Regions from separate parts of the Mus musculus genome. Here all the other regions are linked to region 7. Evidence: chromatin contacts called from public Micro-C and promoter capture Hi-C data. All regions are on one chromosome and are shown on one strand. The core of a region is the stretch at or near the end of the contact, and the rest is flanking DNA. Distances in the headings are between cores, read along the strand shown. Region 1 holds the start of Ess2 (ess-2 splicing factor). Region 2 holds the start of Ube2l3 (ubiquitin-conjugating enzyme E2L 3). Region 3 holds the start of Ppil2 (peptidylprolyl isomerase (cyclophilin)-like 2). Region 4 holds the start of Rtn4r (reticulon 4 receptor). Region 5 holds the start of Dgcr6 (DiGeorge syndrome critical region gene 6). Region 6 holds the start of Tmem191c (transmembrane protein 191C). Region 7 holds the start of Smpd4 (sphingomyelin phosphodiesterase 4).

Region 1 (2,700 bases), core at 50-2,549, 290 kb before region 7:
TAACGGATGAGCCATCTCTTCTGCCCCCTCCATACTCTTCTTGGTGTATCTTTTCCATCCTTAGGCTACAGTTCCCACCTCTATGTCTCCAGTCCAGGCCTGTCCCCTGAGGTATTTGTCAGTCTGTACCTCTGACAACACCTGGAAGCCCACAGGCTTGCGGCAGGCACCATATATACAACAGGCCATTTTCCCATTCACTGTCCTGCTAAAGGCACGTTAAATCATAGAGTTCTTGATCATTAATTGCTATTATTACCGGATCATACCCAGTCCAGCCGATTTCACCTTTAAACATATCAATAACCCCCCAGAAACTAGCTCGTGTGCAGCTTCAGGCGCACCAACCTCATGAAAGCTGCATTCCCTTGCATGGTAACCATTGCAGCTTTCTCTGGTTTTCACCTGAGCTCACTTAAAATAATGTTTCTTGACAGGACTCCAAAGATACTGTGCAGCCTGGCTCTCCCCCTCTGGTGTCATCTCCTTCTTTAGCGCACTGTGTGACTAAAGGTCTGTTTTGGCATTTGCCTTGCTCCACCCCGCTGCTGGGCCTTCCCATTGCCTGATGCCCATCCATTCATCTTTTCCATCTACAACCATGTTCTGCCTGGGGAAATGCCACTTGACATGTCCTGTGTAGCAGTTGAGATTCTCTGAGTGCAGACTTATTGCAGGTCACAGTTGTAACTTTACACACTGGCAGCATGATTTAACATTTTTCTACTGTATGGTCAACTCTATGGATGCAGGGACATGGTCATAAAGTCCCCAGTGACTCACAATGAAGGACAAGATCATTGGAAAAGCAAAATTGTAATGAATCATTCTGGGCTAGAGCTTCTCCCACCTAATTCATGATCTCCCTTAGGAAGAAAGTTCCACTAATGCTTTCAGTGAGAAGCCCATCCTGGCAGACAGGGAACTAATAAATCCAACCAGAGATTTAAGACCCTTTTGTTCTTTCTTTTCATTTAAATTTTGTTAGATAAGTATACGGGAAGAATTGTCTTAGTGTTCTTTTTCTGAGTTTGGAAGTCATAACCAAATTTTTTGAAGTATTTAAAAATGTCTTTGAAGCATCTGCATTTTTTTTTTTTTTTAAAGAATTGGAACTTTTAACAGAGGGACTGTGGCGTCAGTCACTCTACAGCTCCCCCTAGTGATCATAGTCTAGATGGGCATGAGCAACGCGGGTGGGGATAAAAGACTACAACTTTCTTAAGATCCGGCGCTCCCAGTGACATCATTGGAGCGCCGGCTTTGTTACAAAAATACTGCTTCTCCATTGGCTGGCTGTTGGAGCGGTGCAGACGCCGCCCGAGCGATTCTGGGATAGCGATGGGGACGCCCGGGACCTCGGCGGGTGCTCTGTTTCTGTCCTCCGCGTCCGCGCCCTCAAGGAAGCGCGCGGCTGGGGAGGCTGGAGAGGCCGGAGTTGCGAGAAGCAGGCAGCGGGTCCTGGATGAAGAAGAGTACATCGAGGTACCAGCTCAGTGCGAGCGCTGGCGACTTCCGGGCCCCTCCCCCTATTCGCGTTCCTGTCCAGTCCTTTGAATTTTTTCTGGTCCTGGCACTCTCAGCCGCCCTTGGAAGTGGAACAACTGTTTTTGGGTTGGAAAGCATTGAGAACCAAGAAAACAATGCAGAAGTGGGCATCCAGTTTTCTGTTGAGAGTCAAGGAAATAGTTTCTTGTATAGGTAGAATTTTGACACGTTTTTCGAGAGATGGTGAAGACGACTTTTTGGAAGGCTGTAAAGTGTCAAAGGCTGGGGGTCCCGGAATTAGACAGTGGAACTGGCTTCGTCATTGAGTGAGTGGGTCTCAGTTGCTCCTCGAGTTAAGGGTCCAACTGCAAACACGCTGGAGGACAGACCGACATAGGGTTGGTTTTAGACTGGTTAGATTTAGGATGCTTCTGGGATATGCTGCCTTGTACCATTGCCGTGCAGCTGACTGTACAGACTTTCAGCTTCACAGCAAGGGCGGGCTGGATCTGAAATCTTGAGGACTTTTTCTTGTGGTGGCGATAGTGGCGACTGGCTTTCAAGAGAAAGGTTTAGATTGAAATACAAATTCATGGGTGGGTGGAGGATGACAATATCCACATTAGTCTGGCTGGTGTTATAGATGGAGCCAGCAAAGAGAAAGATCAGTTAGTGAGGGATTTCATGGGCTTCAAGAGATTGTTCAGTAGTTAACTGGTACATCAGAGCTATGTGGGATGACAGCCTTACTAGAAAAGACAGTTCTAAACCTATCTTGTAGATGACAGTTGTCCAGCTAGGCAGAAGGGAAAGGTCTAAGGGGTGGAACATGGACAGTGGTGGATTGTGCGTCAGGACTCCCAGATGACAACTCTGGCCTTTGTTCTGATTGCTCATGGCAGGGACTTCAGACAGTTATCCAGAGAGACTTCTTCCCTGATGTGGAGAAGCTACAGGCACAGAAGGAGTACCTGGAGGCCGAGGAAAACGGAGATTTGGAGCGCATGCGCCAGATTGCCATCAAGTTTGGCTCTGCCCTGGGCAAGATATCTCGGGAACCTCCACCACCCTGTAAGAGGACGGGTGCTGCTTTAGAGGGCTTAGGGAAAGTCTGTTATCACGTAAGGCTCACTCTAATTTCTGATTTGCTTCTCTCAGATGTTACTCCAGCCACCTTTGAAACTCCTGAGGTACACCCAGGCTCTGCTGTGC
Region 2 (2,700 bases), core at 38-2,537, 420 kb after region 7:
TCTGAATTAAGTGTCCTGAATATTCTGCTGAATGAAAGCAATGCATTCTCTTCACATTTCTGTCGGCCTCATGTTGCCAGCTCTGTACTGCTAGTTTCTCCTTAGAGCTTCAGCCCTTTTGAGACATGGAGTCTGGGGTCTTGGTGGCCTAGCCCACCATTCCCCCACTGGTGTCAAGTGATTTTCCCTTAGGGAGTCTATTAATTTTAGATAGAAAGGGCATCAAAAGACCAAAGCAAAAATCCTTTCTAATGGGCACATGGATGTTACTCATGGAGTACAGGTACTTTCAGAACTTGAGGGTGGAAGCTGGAGGATCAGGAGTTTAAGGTCATCTTTAGTTATATAGTGAATTTTGAGGCCACCTTAGGCTACATGAGGCCTTATCTACATCTCATCTCCCAACCTCCAACACTTCTCCACTTGTAAAAGCACTGAGTGAGTGTAGGGTTTGCCTTCTGGCAGTTTCTTTCTTCCTCTCTGGATATTTCAGCCATTACTAGGATCATACTATGTAGCTAGGCTGGCTAGAATCTATATTCTGCTTGCCTCTGCCTCCCTCTGCAGGAATTAAAGGCACAATCCACTTATCTTCGGCTGCCCTGCACTGTCTTATTCATGGTATTTCTTCAGTGAGCCTTCCTGAGAAGCAGATCCTGTAGTTCTTGTGTGTAGGAGGCTGTATGTGAATGTTAGTGTGGGCGTGCACACACATGCATGTGGAGACCTGAGGTCCACAGAATTCTTTCCTTGTTTGTACTTTACAGGTTTTCTCCTTGAATCTGAGGCTCACCATCAATTCAGTTAGGCAGGTTAGAAAAAGAACTTCAGAGATCTAACTGTAACTTACCTCCCCTAGTGCTAATGACCATGCTTGCTTCTGTGTGGGTTCTTGGGAACCCAAATTCAGGTCCTTCTTGATCAGGCAGGCACTTTACCGATTGTATTACGTGTTCAGTAACAGAATAACTTTCTCATCTCCCAGTTTTGATTTCTTCACAATGTTTAGTAGTGCCTGAAATAATCTTGATTATTCTATTATTTTGTGTACACACTATTTATAGTGCACCTACTATGTGTCAAGCACTGTATGTACTTGCCATAGGATTGGAGGCGCCATAAAGTAAGGATCTTTAACTGTCCAGGTCACTCGAGTCTACACAGGATTCTATAGCCCTGGGACCTGCACACAGTAGGCACATTTCTCTATTCCGCGCTCTTCCCGGTTAGCCCCTCCCCCGCTCCAGGAAGTGAGGGGGTTCTAGCCGCCTGGCCTACCGCGATGCATTTTGGGAAAGCAGCAGCACCAGATCCAAGATGGCGGCCAGCAGGAGGCTGATGAAGGTAAAAGCCATTCTCTGGCGCTGGCCAGGCGGGGGGCGGCGTCCCCGGGCCGGGACCCCTACGGCGGGCCGCGGTTCCTTGGGGCGACGCCGTTCTTCATCCCTCATTGCGTGGCCCCGCTGTGCCGCGTGCGGAGAGATCTAACGGGGCCGCCTAGGCCGCAGCCTGGGCGGGAGCGCAAGGCCGCGCTGAGAGCCGCCGCTGCCGGCCCTTCGGATCAGCCTGGGCAGTTCTCGAGCCCCCTCCTCCTGGAGCGAAGCCGGGCCCTCCGTCGCAGCGGCCGCGGTCCGGGTCGAGGACGCCGTTGATGTGTGGGCCGGGCCTGGAGGCCCCAAGCTGGGCGCCCTCGGGGAAGAAAGCCGGAGCCCCGGCTGGGAGTACGCGCCGCGGAGCCGCCCGGTCCTGGGCCGCGGTCGCCGTTCTCTGAGCCCCATTCCGCCAGCCCACAGCTCCGGGACCGGGAGGCTGCGAGGCCCGAGACGGGAAAGGAAGGAGGAGGGCAGGCGGCCAAAGTTAGGTCAGTTAGTTGGTGGTCTTTTGAAATTGTGTTGGGTCCACGCAAACTGTCGCCTTGTGACTGCAGAGTCACACAGCCGACAAGTTCCAACTCTAGGAAGGCGTGGGGTCGTCTCCCTGCGTAGCTAGGTTCTCTTTTCTATCCACCTCTTAGTCATCCGCATCTCCTTTCCCTGATGAAGGGTGGGGGTTGGTTTCTGTCGTTGAAATCAAAACCTGCCAAAGTTTACGAAAATAACTTGGTATACGCACTTTGTATCTTGAATGTATGGGAGTGTCACTTCACTAATTGGCTCCTTTGGTGAAGCATACAATATAGGTGCTCAGTTGGAGTTTTTCACGAGTAGATCTGCGGACATCCTCTAAAGATAACCCGCCAGTGTTTGAGTGCTACCTGGTAGTGCGGCCGAGCTCTCGCCGGACCGGAAATAAAAAAGGTCGCAGGAGCTGGCTCTTGAGACCAAATTTGTATTTGGTTGATGGAGTCACTGGAAACAAAAGAAAGCCATTTGCTCACTGAAACCTAGAGAGAACATTTGATAAAACTAGAGTGGAAGTGGGCACAAAACAATTGTGATCAAACCCCCTTATCTGTTCTGCGGGTGACACTCCATCATTTACCTACAGGAAAGGAATGCTAATCACTTCCGTGTTCAAACCCCAAAAGTTGTCGTCCCTTCAGCCTTGTGGGTTTCAGTTTAGGAAGATTTCGTGACTGCATGCTGTTTTCTTGTAATTTGATGACATGAATTCATCTGCCTTTTCTCAGGTCCCCTTCTCTATCCTTTTCCATGGTTACCCTTCTTGGGCTCCAGAGTTCTTTTCTCTAAAGCAAGTATT
Region 3 (2,783 bases), core at 256-2,755, 510 kb after region 7:
GACCTGTAACTCAATATGTAGACTAGGAGGACTTGAACTTACAGAACTTACCAGCCTCTGCCTCCCAAGTACTGGTAGTTTTGTTTAGTTTTGATTTGCTTTTGAGACATGGTTTCTCTACTCACTGTAGACCAGGCTGGCCTCAGACTCATAGAGATCTGCTTGCTTCTGCCTCCCAAGTGTACACCACCATACTGGGCTAAAAGATCTTTTGAGGTAAGATTTATTTGGAAGGCAGAAGTTATGAAGTAAGAAGCTGACAGGATGACTGCCTTTGGCTAACTGGGTGGATGGTGGTCCTTGTTAATCCTGCCAAATGAGAATCAGACCAGTGACCCAGATTTTTTGGTTGCATTTTCAGTTAGACAGGGTTATCTCCCTAAAGTAGGATTTGAGAGCATAGTCTCAAAGGAGAATTTTTTTTTTTAATATCCCCCAAACTGCAAGGCTAGGGGGTTTCTAATGTTTTATGTTTATGTAGGAATTTGACAAGACATCTTAAAATTATTTGGTTGAAGATCTTATCAGGAGGTTAGGGTTAGGGTATGGAACATACCATTTAGCATCAAAGTGGAGATTTGGAACAAGGAAATTAAGAATTCTTTGATCAGCCAGGCGGTGGTGGCACACACCTTTAATCCCAGCACTTGGGAGGCAGAGGCAGTGGATTTCTGAGTTCCAGGCCAGCCTGATCTATAGAGTGAGCACCAGGACAGCCAGGGCTACACAGAGAAACCCTGTCTCAAAAAACAAAAACAAACAAAAACCCAGCTTAGGGTGGAGAGATGCCTTAACAAATAAGAGCTGTGCAAGTCTGGCAAAGAGAACCAACTCCTCACTTGTCCTCTGAGCTCTACACTTGTGGCATGGCCACTATTTAACCACACACACAATTTTAAAAAGGAAACTTGGGGCCGGGCATGGTGGCACACTCCTCTAGTCCCAGCACTCGGGAGGCAGAGGCAGGCGGATTTCTGAGTTCGAGGCCAGCCTGGTCTACAGAGTGAGTTCCAGGACAGCCAGGGCTACACAGAGAAACCCTGTTTCGAAATACCAAAAAAAAAAAAAAAAAAGGAGACTTGGGACCCATTCTCCCGGCACATGAGACCCAGACCAAAGATCTGGCCACAGAAGGAGCAGAGAGGGCTTGGTCATCTGCCAGCTGATGGGCCTGAAGGGCGTGGGGACCGAACGAGAGAAGAGTTGAGTATACACATGGACATGGCTTTAGAGAAGGTGAAAAAGGTTGAAGATCTTTAGATACAAAGGAGGTGAGTCTGAGTGAGTCTGCCTAGCATAGCATGGACTGAACAAGTAGCCAGACAGTGCATAGAAAAGTTTTTGAGGGCTTGGGGGAGGCAACGCAGTATGGTGGGAGACAGGAAAAGTGGATTCTACTCAAAGTTAGCAAGCTTCAGCCTAGCACGGTGCCTGCACCCAGCACCTGGACACCTGGAAACCACAATTCCCAGAATGCTTTCTTCCAACTTCCGGGATCCAGTGCGTCGATCTCCGGAAGTAGTTGAGAAAGCGGAGGCGCCATAGTCAGTGTCTGCTGTGGTCTCTTCGGTTTGTTGCCACCATGGGGAAGCGACAGCACCAGAAGGACAAGATGTAAGTTGGGTCGCGTCTCTCGTCTCAGCTCGTCGCCGTGCTGAAGGCTATCATCTGAAAGCCTCAGCTCTCACAGGCGCGGTCTCGTCCCTCAGTGCAGCCTACGCGGGCCAGGGCGTTCTACCGCCGGACTAACTAACTTCCGGGATTTCCCTACCCCTAGCCTTTCTGCGAACGAGTTTTGCCCCTGAGTTGGTTGTCCGCTTCGTCCTGGCTCTAGTCTGAGAGCCTACACACAGGCGACAGCCTTCAAGTTGAAGATAGGCGGGTCGTGCTCCATGTTCCCCTCCCATTTGCTGCTGCTGTACTTTCTGTTTTCTGTTGTCTCTTCAGATGCTCCCCGCCCCTAGCTGCTTGCAAGGATATCTTTGACTTCTGTATTGCCAGATCTAGTATCCAGCTTTTCAGTCCTTGGGCTTCTTCCCTTTCCAAAAGTAGCCTTTAGTGAGATCTTACATGCGCTTAGTAGTTTTTTTTGTTTGTTTTTGTTTTTGTTTTTGTTTTTCAAGATAGGGTTTCTCTGTGTAGCCCTGGCTGTCCTGGAACTCACTTTGTAGATCAGGCTGGCCTCGAACTCAGAAATCCCCTTGCCTCTGCCTCCCGAGTGCTAGGATTAAAGGCTTGGCGCTTAGTAATTTAATCTGCGAATGATCTCTATTTCATTCCTCTTTGCTGGGCTTCCCCTCCCCTTGTCCCAGACCTCGGGGGTGTTTCCTTCATCCCTGTGGTGGATCTGTTCAAAGAGTCTCTTGCACTAAGTCAGCAGCTTTCACTCAGTTCTCCACTTGGAAAACTTACAGCTTTTTCAAAACTAGTATGCTAAAAGGGAACTTGATAATTTTCACACCTAAGCCTGCCGTTTCTTATCCTAGCTCAGTGGTTACATAGTGGGTCCCTGATTTACTATATATAGACTGAAGACAATTCTCATCCTAACAGAAGAACAACCGCACAGAGCAACTGGAGCTATGTTAGATCATGTCTGGGTCCTGCTCAAAATCACCCACCAGCTTCCCATCACACTTAGGCAAATAGAGAGTACTCTCCTTGATCTTTGACTCATTTTTGACTCGGCCGCTGTCCTTGCTTCTGTGTCTTTTTCTGCTGCTACGTACCTCATCACACTCTTCCTCTGCTGTCTCCTTTCTGGAACAGATTCAGCTTGTCCT
Region 4 (2,794 bases), core at 116-2,615, 510 kb before region 7:
AGCATCCCTAATCAAAATCCAAGTGTGTCTCCATGGGAGTGGGTCTTGTTAAGGGGCCCCACCATGTGCTAAGCATGAAGATCGCAGCAGGCAGGCTGCATAAATGCATGTATGGTCATAGGTGTGTAGGCAGGAGTGAGGACAGAGCTATGCACCCGAGTACAGGGATGTGCTTATAGCATTTATGTGCATGTGCACACTAGGGCAGATTTGGTATGCATGTGCACTGGAGGTGTGCAAGGCTGTATGTAGCCCATGTAGACACGTGCAAAGAAACGTGTGTGCAGCCTGCGGCACCATGGACATCAGCAGGGTAGATAGGGTGGGCACCTGGGGAAGGCAATGTGTTCACCCCAGATTCTCCAGGTAAGGCATGTCCAACCTGCATGAAGCCCATCCTCCCTTGCCCCTACTGTGGGGGCTTTGCAACCGGATGGGAGGAGGGAATCCCACAGGGCTGCCAAGGAGGGGGTGTTTCGAGCACCAACGCCCCTCAATGGAGCCGCTCACTCTCAGGAGCTCTCCCGATCTCCGAGGAGGAGACATTGCCTTGCGTGTGTGTGTGTGTGTGTGTGTGTGTGTGTGTGTGTTCTCCTCTCTACCTGCTCCAGAGATAGCTCTGGGATCGCCCTGTCCCCCACGCCCTCTGCTGCTGCTGACACCCGTATTCATCCCTACTCCGTTTGACCCCAAAGAAACAGCTTCTGAGCAGGGTTCGCTGGGCAGACCCCATCTCGGTCCGGTGCCCACGTTTCTGCAAACCCGCTCATTAACCCATTCGCCGCCTTTGCGCTCTCAGGTGGGACCCCGCCCTTCCAGCCCTCAGTCTCCACCCGGCCCTGGTCCAACATCTGGAACCTCGTACCCTCCATCCCTGGCCCCGCCGTCGCTGTCAACTTTCCCGCAAAGCCGCAACTTTTGCGGCTGCCGCGGGCTCCGCCCTCCCAGGGCCCAGTTGCTAGCGGCCAGCGCGCGGCGTGGCACTGCGGTGGCCCTCGGGAGCGACCGGCGACCCGGCTCCATCTCTGGCAGCGTGAGCCATGCCCTGCGTCCCCCCCGCCCCGCCCCGCTGCAGCCTGTCTCCGGAGCGGCGCTGACACTCACCTCCGGAGGACGCCCTCTTCATCTTCGGGGTCGAGCGGGGCGCGTCGGGCACTGGAAGCGGCTTCGGGGCGGGCGCCCGTCTGCGCGCGGCCGGGTCCGCATCCAGGCGCCGCTGCTCCGGCCCGGTCCCGGCCCGGCCGCGGGACGAGGCTCCGGCGCTCCGCTCTACCGGGCCGGGCTGGGCTCGCGGGCTGCGGGCGCACAGGGTGAGGGCGGCGGCGCGGACTGGCGGGGCGCTCGCAGCGCGGGCCAGGAGAGGATGAATGTTTTATGGGATCATGTGGTTTGACGCGCGGAATCCGCCCGGTCTCCCCGCCGGTCCGGGCGGGGCGGGGCCGGGGCGGGGCCTGGCGCCGGGCGGGGCGCTCACCTGGGCGCGCCGCGCTGGGGCGGACCGGTGGGTACGGGGTGTAGGGCAAGCGGGCGGGCGACGGGAGGGGAGGCGAGGGTGTCCGGAGCGCGGTGCAAGTGGCAGGACGCGCTCAGCCACCCGGTGCACGGGCCACGCGCGGTCCCAGACAAAGGCGGCGCATTCCTGAAGAGGCGGCGGCCCCTGCAGGCGGCCGCGGGCACCGCGTCCCGGAACCGGCCGTGGGCGCGGGCTCGAGGGCGTGGCGGCACAGGCTGAGTCCCGAAGGGAGTCCTGGGCATCGGACAGATGCAGCAGGCCTTTGCATGGCCCGCCTCCGCTTGCCCCTTAAAGCCCTTTGCTCGAAACTGTCCTAGGCGACTGGGTAAGAAAACTGAGAGGCAAGGTGTAATAGCGCAGTAGTGCTCTCTCCAGCTTTGTAGTTCCCTGTCCCAGGAAGGACACTCAGGCTTTGTCTGCACCTGCCTCTGCACAAGCTCCTATCATTTCCCCTTTGCAATGGAGATTACAAAGTCCGAAGAATCCTCTGGACCCACCCTCCACCAAGCCAGATCAATATAAGGCCAATGTTCCTAATGGCAACCCCCCCCCCCAACATGTCCCATCTCCCATTCCTGCTTGGGTGCTCTATCTGGAGTTCTTAGGTGCATTCTGGGGTGGGGTGGTGGTAGAGGTGCTTCGGCTGGCTGCCAGGTCGTTGTCTGTATCTGTCCTGCACATTATCTAGCCAGAGAGCTGGATAGGGCCCATGGTCCGCCTGTCTCAGTAGAGAAAGAGAACACCCAGTATGGCATAAGCTTCAGGGGTGGAGAGCGCTGAAGAGCCTGCAATGGAATGGCTTTCTGGCCATATATGGAAGCTACACTGCTCGGTCCTGCCCTGGCTGTGTCCCCAACCACACCTCTGTGTGCTTTGTCCCAGTTGTCCTTGTTCATTTGACTTGGATTTTTCAGGTCACTGAAATGTGTGAGATGAGGTTAAGGCAGGGCAGGCACTCACGGCCACTTCTTCATTGGATACTGGTCACCAAGTGCCACCAGATTGACCCCTATGTGACTCAGTAAGTTCTCATTTCCACTCCCCACCACATGGGAGGCTGGCCACCCAGTGACAGATGAATAACCCAAAGCCAACTTCAAAGAGCCAGCAGAAGGCCATGGCCTATAGCCTAGACCAACACCTTTCTCCCAGTGTCCTCGAATCCAGCAGTGCCCACACCAGTGGCTGGTGTGGCTCCAACCACCTCATGTCGTGGGACATGGCTGAAAATCTGAAGACCAGGCTAGAGTCCTGGGCTACCATCTTTGCTCAGTGGCTTAG
Region 5 (2,700 bases), core at 74-2,573, 450 kb before region 7:
CTGGTGTGTCTGAAGACAGCTACAGTGTACTTACATATAATAAATAAATAAATCTAAAAAAAAAAATTATTAAAAAAAAAAAAAAAAAAAAGAAAAAGCACAGCCACTCAAACATTTGGTGAAGAACTAAAGCTCTCGGAGAACAAGAGACTTCTCAACACATTCTGAGGCATTACCTTCATCCCCACACAAATATTACAAGATGCATTCCTAGAATACAATTCCTTTCTGGGATTTAGAAATCAATGTCTCACGAGAGTAACAGCAAAACCATCTGATCATCTCCACAGGAACTGCAAAAGATTTCAACAAAATCCAACACCTATCTCTAATGGGAAAATCCTGTCTGGCAGCACACAGGCATTGCCAGAAAGGCAGAGTATGTTTGCATGTAAATGTAGCCCAATATAGAAAACCTGCTTAGCAGGTGAGAAGCCCTGGGTTCAGTCCTCAGTTTCAAAATCCAAAGCAATAACAAAGCCCAAAGATCTATAACGTAGCATGGGGACATCGTCACACTATTCTTTCCTAAAATGTTTGAACCGAGTCAAGCTTGAACAAATAAAATGGAAAGGAGATCTGATGGTACAACGGAAGATGCCTAGTATAATTTATAGGAGGAGGTGATCAAGCCTGATACTCAATGGGAAGGTGCTGGAATAATGGATTATCTCTGTGGTAGCACACAGCTATCAACAGACCTACAAGCAGCGAGGTCCATCAAGCCTAGGAGGATGTGGGTACTCTAGGGAACGCGAGTAAGAAGTTTCTGGACAGCAGACTAAAAGGATCAGCATGGCTCTGCACCCCCTGACCCGAGGCTCCCGCGGCTAGGGACGCCCTAGGGAAGGTCCCGTCGCCCCCTGCACCTCGGTGTTCGTTCTGCAGCCGCAGTCTCTGGTTGTAGAGGCTCTTCTCAGTGAGGTGCTGAATCTCCAGAAGACCCTGCACGATTTCAAACACCGTTCCGTCGAGCAGCGCCAGGGCCAAGTCGCTGAGCGTGGTGTAGGACAGGCGCTGCTGAAAGGAGCTGCGGGTAGATCGCCGGGTGAGCGCGGCCGCGGCCCTGGCCCCGGCTCCGGCCCCGGCCCCGGCCCCGGTCCTCCCGCCGCCCGTCGCCGCGCACCTGGGCAGCTCCTTGACCAGGCTCTGTAGTGCTGACAGCAGCTGGTAGTGCCGCTCCTGCTGCCGGGCCCGATCCGCCGCCTCATCCCCGGCGGCCGCATAGCGGTCCATCGCGCGGTTTACCGCGCGGTCCCCCGCCGCCCCTCTACTCGGTCTCCTAGGGTGCCCCGGCGCGCCCCGCCCCCTCACGTCATTCTCCAGCGCGAACGACGCATGCGCCCCGCCCCTCCGGTCGGTCTCCGGCCGTTCACCGTGGTGCGTCAGGCACAATAAGACGCGCTCCACCCACCAGGGAGACTGCTTGTAAGCGCTTTGTCCTAGGGAGAAGAAATAGGGGCTCGCTGAGCTCCCAAGTGGTGCTGACCTTGGAGGTGCGCGCCCAGGGCTCTGCATTCTGGTGTTTTAAAGAAGCAACTCTGGCCTGCTGGGTGTTTTAAAGAAGCCAGTCTGGCCTGCGCCTAGTGTGCGCAGACTGAGGCCACTGGAAGCTGGACACTCCCAGCGGGTTGTGATCCACCCTGGGGGACCTCAGGAAAACAGTACGGAGGAGAGCCAGCTTCTCTTTAGGGTTCTTATTCTCATTAATAAAAGACTTTAGGACAATTTTATTAGCGTTAAAGGATACCCCACCCCCACAAGGAAACCTCAGCGACTGCCTGGAAGTGGAGAGTAGATGAGAAAAGAGTCTTGTGAAGTTGAATTCATGCTGGCTCAACAGTCCTTTACCTACTGAGCCAGCCCCAGCCCCTGACAGTGTCCACATTCATAATTTAGTTTGCAGCATGAATAAGAGAAATGACACCTTCCTACAGCGTTTTTTTAAATAAAAATTACATTCCCTGATGTGCCATCTTTTTCCCTTTTATTACTATTTTAAAAATATAACTCTGTTGAATCATCCTGGTTACTTTCTTTTTGTTTTCCCTTTTGCCACGATAAGCTCTGAAGTAGTGAATTCAGATCTGGGTAACATAAATTACAGTGAAGAAACCTTGTGAAGTTTGAATGCAAATGACCCCATAGCCTCAGATATTTGGAAACTTGGTCCCCAGTTGGTGGAATTACTAAGGAAGGATTAGGAGGTGTGGCTTTATTGGAGAAAGAGTGTCACTGAGGGCTGGTTTTGAGATTTTAAAACATACACCATCCATACATTCTCTGTCTGTCTGTCTGTCTCTGTATGTCTGTCTCTGTATGTCTCTCTACCTCTGTCTCTGTGTCTCTCTTTGTCTCTCTCTCTCTCTGTGTCTCTGTCTGTCTCTTTCTGACTCTCTGTCTCTCTGTGTGAGTGTGTCTGTCTGTCTGTCTGTCTGTCTGTCTGTCTCTTTCTCTTGTCTCATCACTACCAGCACCACCTCATGCTTTTGAATTAAGATATAAGCTATCAGCTACTTCCCCAGGGCCATACCTGCCTACCTGGCTGGTGCCATGCTCTCTACCATGGTGGTCCTGGAGTCACCTTCTGAAGCTGTAAGACCCCCAACAAACCCTTCTGTAAGTTGCCTTGTTCATGGTGTCCTCGCAGCAATAGAAAAGCCTCTGAAACACCTGTGCATGGAGAAATAATTTGCATGA
Region 6 (2,700 bases), core at 37-2,536, 340 kb after region 7:
AGCCACCGCGCGTAGCCTCCAGCGCAGCTGCTGCCTCCATCACTTTCCCCTGCAGCTCCTGAAGGATGGCAATAGGGATTCAGGGCAGAGGATGCGCTACATCGCGAGTCAGAGAGTAAGGAAGAAAGAGTCGAGGCCGCAGGGCATTCGAAAGAGAACCGCTGTCAGAAACGAGGGGTCACACCTGCAGGACTCCACTCTGCTCCTGGAAGCTGGCCCAGGCCTCTTCTGTCCGCTGCGCACCCTAGAAGCCAGGGGCTTGGTATGAGCATCGCAATGACAGGCCCTCCCCACACGCCTTCCCCCCCCCCCCCAGAGTCCAGCGCCATTCGCACCTGCCGCAGGTCCTCTGCCTGCATGCTGAATTTGGCCTCCGCCAGCTCCAGATGTTTCTTCGGGAGGATTCAAGTGATGTCAAGAACCTGAAGTCCTCGCACACCACTGGGCCTCGAGGCTCGGTCCCCGGCCTTGAAGGCTGATACTCTGCCCACAAATGCACATAACCCTGCCCACAGCCATACTCCGCCCACAGCCCCGCCCAAGTACCTGCAGCGCCACAAGCTGGTTCCCTAGTTGCTGCTCCGCTCGCTGTTGACTTAGCTGCTCCCCTCCATAGTAGAAAAGCTGGGGACCGAACTCGTGAGTGCCTGGCTCAAGGATCTTGGGGACTAGGGCATGATCTGAGACACTGCACGTACCTGACTGGACAGTTCCTCCCACTGTTCCTGCAGCTTCCGATTGTGTTGCTCCTGCGAACAGGGTCCAGGCTGTCTAGGCCCCTCCTCCAGCCTAGCCACCCCGGGAGCCGCCTCTTGCTCTTGCCCGCACCAGGTCCTGCCGGTGCTGCTCCGCCGCCTCCAGCAGCCCACGAGCCCGCTCCGCACGCTCCCGTGCCGCCTCACATGCCTCGCCTCGAATGGCTCGTGATGCTTGACTTCGTCTCCGCTGCAGGCTACACGGGGGAGGGGGAGAGGGGGCGGAGAATTGGTCTGGGATAAAACCAGGGAGCAAGATATTTTGGGAAGGAGCCGCCACCAGCCTGAGAGTTCCAGACTAGGGTCCCACTGCCTGGAGCGAGACTGCCAACAAGCCTGCCGGGGCCTCGGTGCCCTCGCACCTGCGCTCGCGCTCCCGCAGCTCCTCCAGGCGCCCGGTGAGGCTCTCGCTCTCGGCTTCCAGCCCACGCACCAGCTCTTCTAGCTCCTGCTTCCGCAGGCGGCCATCTCGGTTGTCCTTCTGCAGCTGCAGCAGCTGCTCCTGCGGCTCAGTCATGGCTCCAGAGCTCCGCCCCGACCTCCACCGCCTGGGTAACTTGGTGGCCCGCGTCACAATAGGCAGCAGAGGGCGCCCGAACCCAACCGAGACGGATCACGCCCGACCAATTCAGGTATACAAAGCCGGGCTTGGTTGCCCACATCTGTAATTCTATCTCTTGGAGGTGTGAGGGCACGAAGATCAGGAGTTCAAGGTCATCCTTTGCTACATACGGAGTTTGAAATTAGCCAAGGCTACATGCGGACCTGTCTCAAAAAAAAGAAAAACAAAACAAAAAACAAAAATATCACAGTCCAGATCTGATTGGTAAAAAGTTACTAAAGTTCTAAGGAAGGACCAGACTTGATGGTCCGTACCTTGTAATCCCAAAATACTAGAGGCTGAGGCAAGATCACCTAGAGTTCAAGGTCAGCCTAGAGGTCTAAACAAGACCCTGACTCAAAAGAAAATGAGGGCCGGGTGTGGTGGCCCACGCCTTTAATCCCAGCACTTGGGAGGCAGAGGCAGGCGGATTTCTGAGTTCAAGGCCAGCCTAGTCTACAGCCTGAGTTCCAGGACAGCCAGGGCTACACAGAGAAACCCTGTCTCGAAAAAACAAACAAACAAACAAAAACCAAAGAAAAAAAGAAAGAAAAAATGAGAGGGTTTGAGAGATGGCTCAATGGTTAAGAGCACTGACTGCTCTTCCAGAGGTTCTGAGTTCAATTTCCAGCAACCACATGGTGATCCACAACCATCTATAATGGGATCTGATACCCTCTTCCGGTGTGTCTGAAGACAGCTATAGTGTGTGAGTGTGTGTGTATGTGTGTGTGTAATCTTTTTTTTTTTTTTTTTTTTTAAAGAAGGACTGAAGACATGGCTCAGCGGTTAAGAGTATTGACTGCTCTTCTAGAGGTCATAAGTTCAATTCCCAGAAATCACATAGTGGCTCACAACCATTTGTAATGGGATCTGATGCCCTCAAGACAGTGACAATGTACTCATATAAATAAAAATAAATAAGTCTTTAAAAATAAATAAATTAGCCAGGCGGTGGTGGCACACGCCTTTAATCCCAGCACTCGGGAGGCAGAGGCAGGCGCATTTCTGAGTTCGAGGCCAGCCTGGTCTACAGAGTGAGTTCCAGGACAGCCAGGGCTATACAGAGAAATCCTGTCTCAAAAAAAAAATAATAATAATAATAAATAAAAATAAATAAATCTTAAGAGCCACAGTAGCTGTAACTACTGTAACTACAGGCTAAACCAGGTGTGCCTCACCTTAGATTCTGAGTGACCAAGCAGGGAGTGCTAAACTTTTGAGAAAAACATTTTTTTGTTGCTGTTGTTTTTTCGAGACAGGGTTTCTCTGTGTAGCCCTGGCTGTCCTGGAACTCACTTTTGTAGACCAGGCTGGCCTTGAACTCAGAAATCTGCCTGCCTC
Region 7 (2,700 bases), core at 50-2,549:
TGAAGGAAGAATTTGAACTCACCACCAAAAATTAGGCATAGCCCTGCAGCTTCCTACCTCCCAGTGCCTATGGTAAGAAACACAAAACAATCAAGAGCTGGAAAGAGCAGAGAGCCTACTGTGTGCCACCGATGGACTAGTGATAGCTTTTCTGTCTCAGCCCTGCTCACTACAGGAGAAAAGGTGCTAAGCTGGCAATGCCAGTCTGCAAGGAGAGAAGCCAGACAGTAGGAGTTTAAGGCAGTTGTGGTTTTGAAAGACCACCAATCTTTGCCATGTGGCAAGAGAAACAATTCTTAGGTTTTGGGTTTTGTTTTGTTTTTTTTTTTCCAATTCTTAATTCAGTCTCAGTGTTAAGGAAAACTGAAAATGTTTCAGTCCTGACCTACATTGCAAACTACCATGAAATGATCAGGGCAGCATAAAATTGTGGACTACTCGATAAGGGCAGAGATCTAAAGGAGACAAGAAGTCAACTCTCTCCTCAGAAGAAGCAGACAGTTGAAAAATCAGAGATGTCTAACGAAGGTCTTTCCACGATTCCACGAATAGGGCAACGACACTGATACTCTTGCTTTTAGGCCCTGTCACCCACGCCCGAAGCCAGCGTGCATGCAGTGCCGAAGGCCTTTGCTTCGGTCGACCCCTCAAAGTCCACTTTCTTCAAGAACTGCTTGCGACTGTTTTTGAGGTTTCTAATGACTACGAACTCCAGCCAAGCTTAGCGCGCCACTGTCAAGAACTCCCTCGGCTGACTCTGAGAAGCTGCGGCGTGCCCTCATTTGTTGATCACAACTTCCTATACCTCCAAAGTTTCGAGACTACCCTATTACATTACAGAGGAGGAAACTGAGGCTCGGGAAAGTCGCAAGGTAGAACCTAAACCCACAACGAGTTCTACTACCAAACATCGCTAGCTGAGCCCAAGGTTCAACTTTCCCTCCAAGTCCCCCTCCCTCAACTCTCACATCGAGCGTTCATCCACCCCCTACCCGGACCGTCTGCGAGGACCACGCAGGAAGGCGGCAGAAAGCCATGACCCTGGAGAGCGGCGTGAGGTTGCAGCCGGGCCCTGGGCTCCCGGCCGGCCCCGTACAGGCCGAGCTGTCGGGAGGCCCAAGTCCCCCACAGCTCGAGGAGGAACGGAGCCAGCCTCGGCGGGGACCCGAGAAAACCGCACGGTGCTGGGCTGCCTCGCGCGCGGCTCCCGCCACTCACCTGCCGTGCTGATAGCACAAATCTCGAGCTTCTCAGAGAAGGGAGCCGCCATTCGGACACTCGGCGCCTAATGTCGTCATCAAGCTGCGCCGGGTGCCACGCCCCCTTAGTTTGGCGGGAATCCGAGAGGATCAAAGTAAGGTCTGAAATACAGAAGACAACAGGAATACGCGTCTAGAAAAATAGATATAGGCAAGACTTTTCAACACTGTACTTCACTGACACAGAAATAGCCTGGAGAATTAAAATGGGACTACATGAAATGAAAAGTTTCTAGAAAGAGGTTGTTGCCCTGGTGACACACGCTTTTAATCCATGCGTTCTGGAGGCAGAGGCAGGCAGATCTCTTGAGTTCAAAGCCAGAGGTTCAAGATAGCCAGGATTACACAGAGAAACCCTGTCTTGAAAAGACAAACAATCAAGCAATCAATAATTGAAACTTCTTTGAAAGAATTCTTCCTGGTTAAGAACCAACAAATATACAAGTACACAAATAACACCCCCACCCCCAATAAACCAGGTGTTGGTGGCAGCACACGCCTTTAATCCCATCACTAGGGAGGCAGAGGCAGGCAGGCAGATCTCTGTGATTCTGAGGCCAGCTTGGTCTTCAGGGTGAGTTCTAGGACAATCAGGGCTACATAAACCCTGTCTCGAAAACAAAACAAAAATCCTCATACTTCTTAAGCTAATAAAAATTTTAAAAGTTGTTTTTTTAGAGCCCTTAAAGAGTGCTTCAAGGAAGAAACCTGCACAAAATAGATAAGTACATGCAATCCTAAATACCCATCATCCAACAGGATTTACCAAGTACCCAGCATATGCCAGGCACGGTTCTGGGTGCTGCTACCTAAATCCGTCTATCAGGGATCTGATCGTCAGGCAGCGGACAGCTTTCCACCACACCATTCCCATGGCTAACATACTGCCCTATTCACATTAAGCACTCAGAACAAGTCAAGCAAGTATGTAAAAACCTCTCGGGATGCTTGCCCTGGGTTGTTGGAGCCGCTACAGACTGGGAGCTGCAGGGCCTGGCAAGGAAAGAGGTGGCCAGTAGCTGGCGCTGTGGAGGCTCCTCACCTGCTAGACTGCAGCGAATTCTGCAGGGTGGAAGGGAATTGGGGTGGGGAGTGGTGGTCAGGGGAAGAGGCGGGAGAGGGAAGTGGAGGAGGTACGCGGGCCCAACACTCACCTTTTTCAGGGTGCTCGACTGACAGAGGCTAGACTCAGGGCTTTCACAGGTCTGGGGGAGGCCACGCTGCAAAAGCTGGGCATGAAGGGAAAAAGGTGCTGAGCACCAAGGAGATGGGCTGCATGGACTTGGGCAGGTTGCAAGTCCCTGCAGACACGCCTGCTTTGGAACTCTTCCAAATCTCATCTGCTACTCTGAAAAAGCCCCACCACAGCACGATACATACTCTGTCCATGTTCTCTCTCTCTCTCTCTCTCTCTCTCTCTCTCTCTCTCTCTTCCTCTCTT

The links. Promoter capture Hi-C pulls out the DNA fragments that hold promoters and counts their contacts. A called contact is a pair of places that touch in the nucleus more often than the background predicts. Capture Hi-C pulls out chosen DNA fragments and counts their contacts.
Region 1: a promoter capture Hi-C map of adipose tissue shows a contact between it and region 7. The contact joins the promoter of Ess2 here to the promoter of Smpd4 in region 7. A contact is called at or near these places in 2 of 39 promoter capture datasets (erythroid cells and liver), 7 of 484 Hi-C or Micro-C datasets (CD4 T cells, CD8 T cells, the HL-1 cell line and 4 more), 3 of 115 datasets of contacts at active chromatin or transcription factors (bone marrow-derived macrophages, memory CD8 T cells and microglia) and 2 of 9 other capture datasets (adipose tissue and liver).
Region 2: a contact with region 7 is called in a promoter capture Hi-C map of pre-B cells, with 5 times the contacts expected there. The contact joins the promoter of Ube2l3 here to the promoter of Smpd4 in region 7. A contact is called at or near these places in 10 of 39 promoter capture datasets (the C10 cell line, the HPC-7 cell line, cranial neural crest and 6 more), 4 of 484 Hi-C or Micro-C datasets (embryonic stem cells, granulocyte-monocyte progenitors and pro-B cells), 3 of 115 datasets of contacts at active chromatin or transcription factors (embryonic stem cells, large pre-B cells and pro-B cells) and 1 of 9 other capture datasets (liver).
Region 3: a promoter capture Hi-C map of liver shows a contact between it and region 7. The contact joins the promoter of Ppil2 here to the promoter of Smpd4 in region 7. A contact is called at or near these places in 1 of 39 promoter capture datasets (pre-B cells) and 2 of 9 other capture datasets (liver and pancreatic islet).
Region 4: a promoter capture Hi-C map of embryonic stem cells shows a contact between it and region 7. The contact joins the promoter of Rtn4r here to the promoter of Smpd4 in region 7.
Region 5: a Micro-C map of embryonic stem cells shows a contact between it and region 7, with 4 times the contacts expected there. The contact joins the promoter of Dgcr6 here to the promoter of Smpd4 in region 7. A contact is called at or near these places in 5 of 39 promoter capture datasets (the C10 cell line, the SN4741 cell line, cranial neural crest and 1 more), 1 of 484 Hi-C or Micro-C datasets (embryonic stem cells) and 1 of 9 other capture datasets (adipose tissue).
Region 6: a contact with region 7 is called in a Micro-C map of embryonic stem cells, with 6 times the contacts expected there. The contact joins the promoter of Tmem191c here to the promoter of Smpd4 in region 7. A contact is called at or near these places in 4 of 39 promoter capture datasets (the C10 cell line, liver and pre-B cells), 1 of 484 Hi-C or Micro-C datasets (embryonic stem cells), 1 of 115 datasets of contacts at active chromatin or transcription factors (embryonic stem cells) and 2 of 9 other capture datasets (adipose tissue and pancreatic islet).

The regions. Positions count from the first base shown.
Region 1 is chr16:17,909,947-17,912,646 of GRCm38.p6, reverse strand. Ess2 (ess-2 splicing factor) reads left to right here and starts at 1,299. Exons shown (of 10, transcript NM_022408.2): 1 at 1,299-1,485; 2 at 2,391-2,559; 3 at 2,647-2,700. The coding sequence starts at 1,342.
Region 2 is chr16:17,200,079-17,202,778 of GRCm38.p6, reverse strand. Ube2l3 (ubiquitin-conjugating enzyme E2L 3) reads left to right here and starts at 1,287. Exons shown (of 4, transcript NM_009456.2): 1 at 1,287-1,344. The coding sequence starts at 1,318.
Region 3 is chr16:17,109,974-17,112,756 of GRCm38.p6, reverse strand. It overlaps Ppil2 (peptidylprolyl isomerase (cyclophilin)-like 2), which reads left to right and starts at 1,505. Exons shown (of 21, transcript NM_001252444.1): 1 at 1,505-1,614. The coding sequence starts at 1,583.
Region 4 is chr16:18,126,213-18,129,006 of GRCm38.p6, reverse strand. Rtn4r (reticulon 4 receptor) reads right to left here and starts at 1,365. Exons shown (of 2, transcript NM_022982.3): 1 at 1,105-1,365. The coding sequence starts at 1,126. It overlaps Gm52241, which reads left to right. Exons shown (of 2, transcript XM_030249377.1): 1 at 1-366; 2 at 800-1,393. The coding sequence starts at 343. The coding sequence ends at 1,393.
Region 5 is chr16:18,065,026-18,067,725 of GRCm38.p6, reverse strand. Dgcr6 (DiGeorge syndrome critical region gene 6) reads right to left here and starts at 1,323. Exons shown (of 5, transcript NM_001289814.1): 1 at 1,127-1,323; 2 at 870-1,030. The coding sequence starts at 1,236.
Region 6 is chr16:17,274,886-17,277,585 of GRCm38.p6, reverse strand. Tmem191c (transmembrane protein 191C) reads right to left here and starts at 1,286. Exons shown (of 10, transcript NM_177473.3): 1 at 1,118-1,286; 2 at 829-952; 3 at 699-749; 4 at 547-624; 5 at 336-392; 6 at 185-244; 7 at 1-58. The coding sequence starts at 1,272.
Region 7 is chr16:17,617,953-17,620,652 of GRCm38.p6, reverse strand. Smpd4 (sphingomyelin phosphodiesterase 4) reads right to left here and starts at 1,299. Exons shown (of 19, transcript NM_001164610.1): 1 at 1,219-1,299.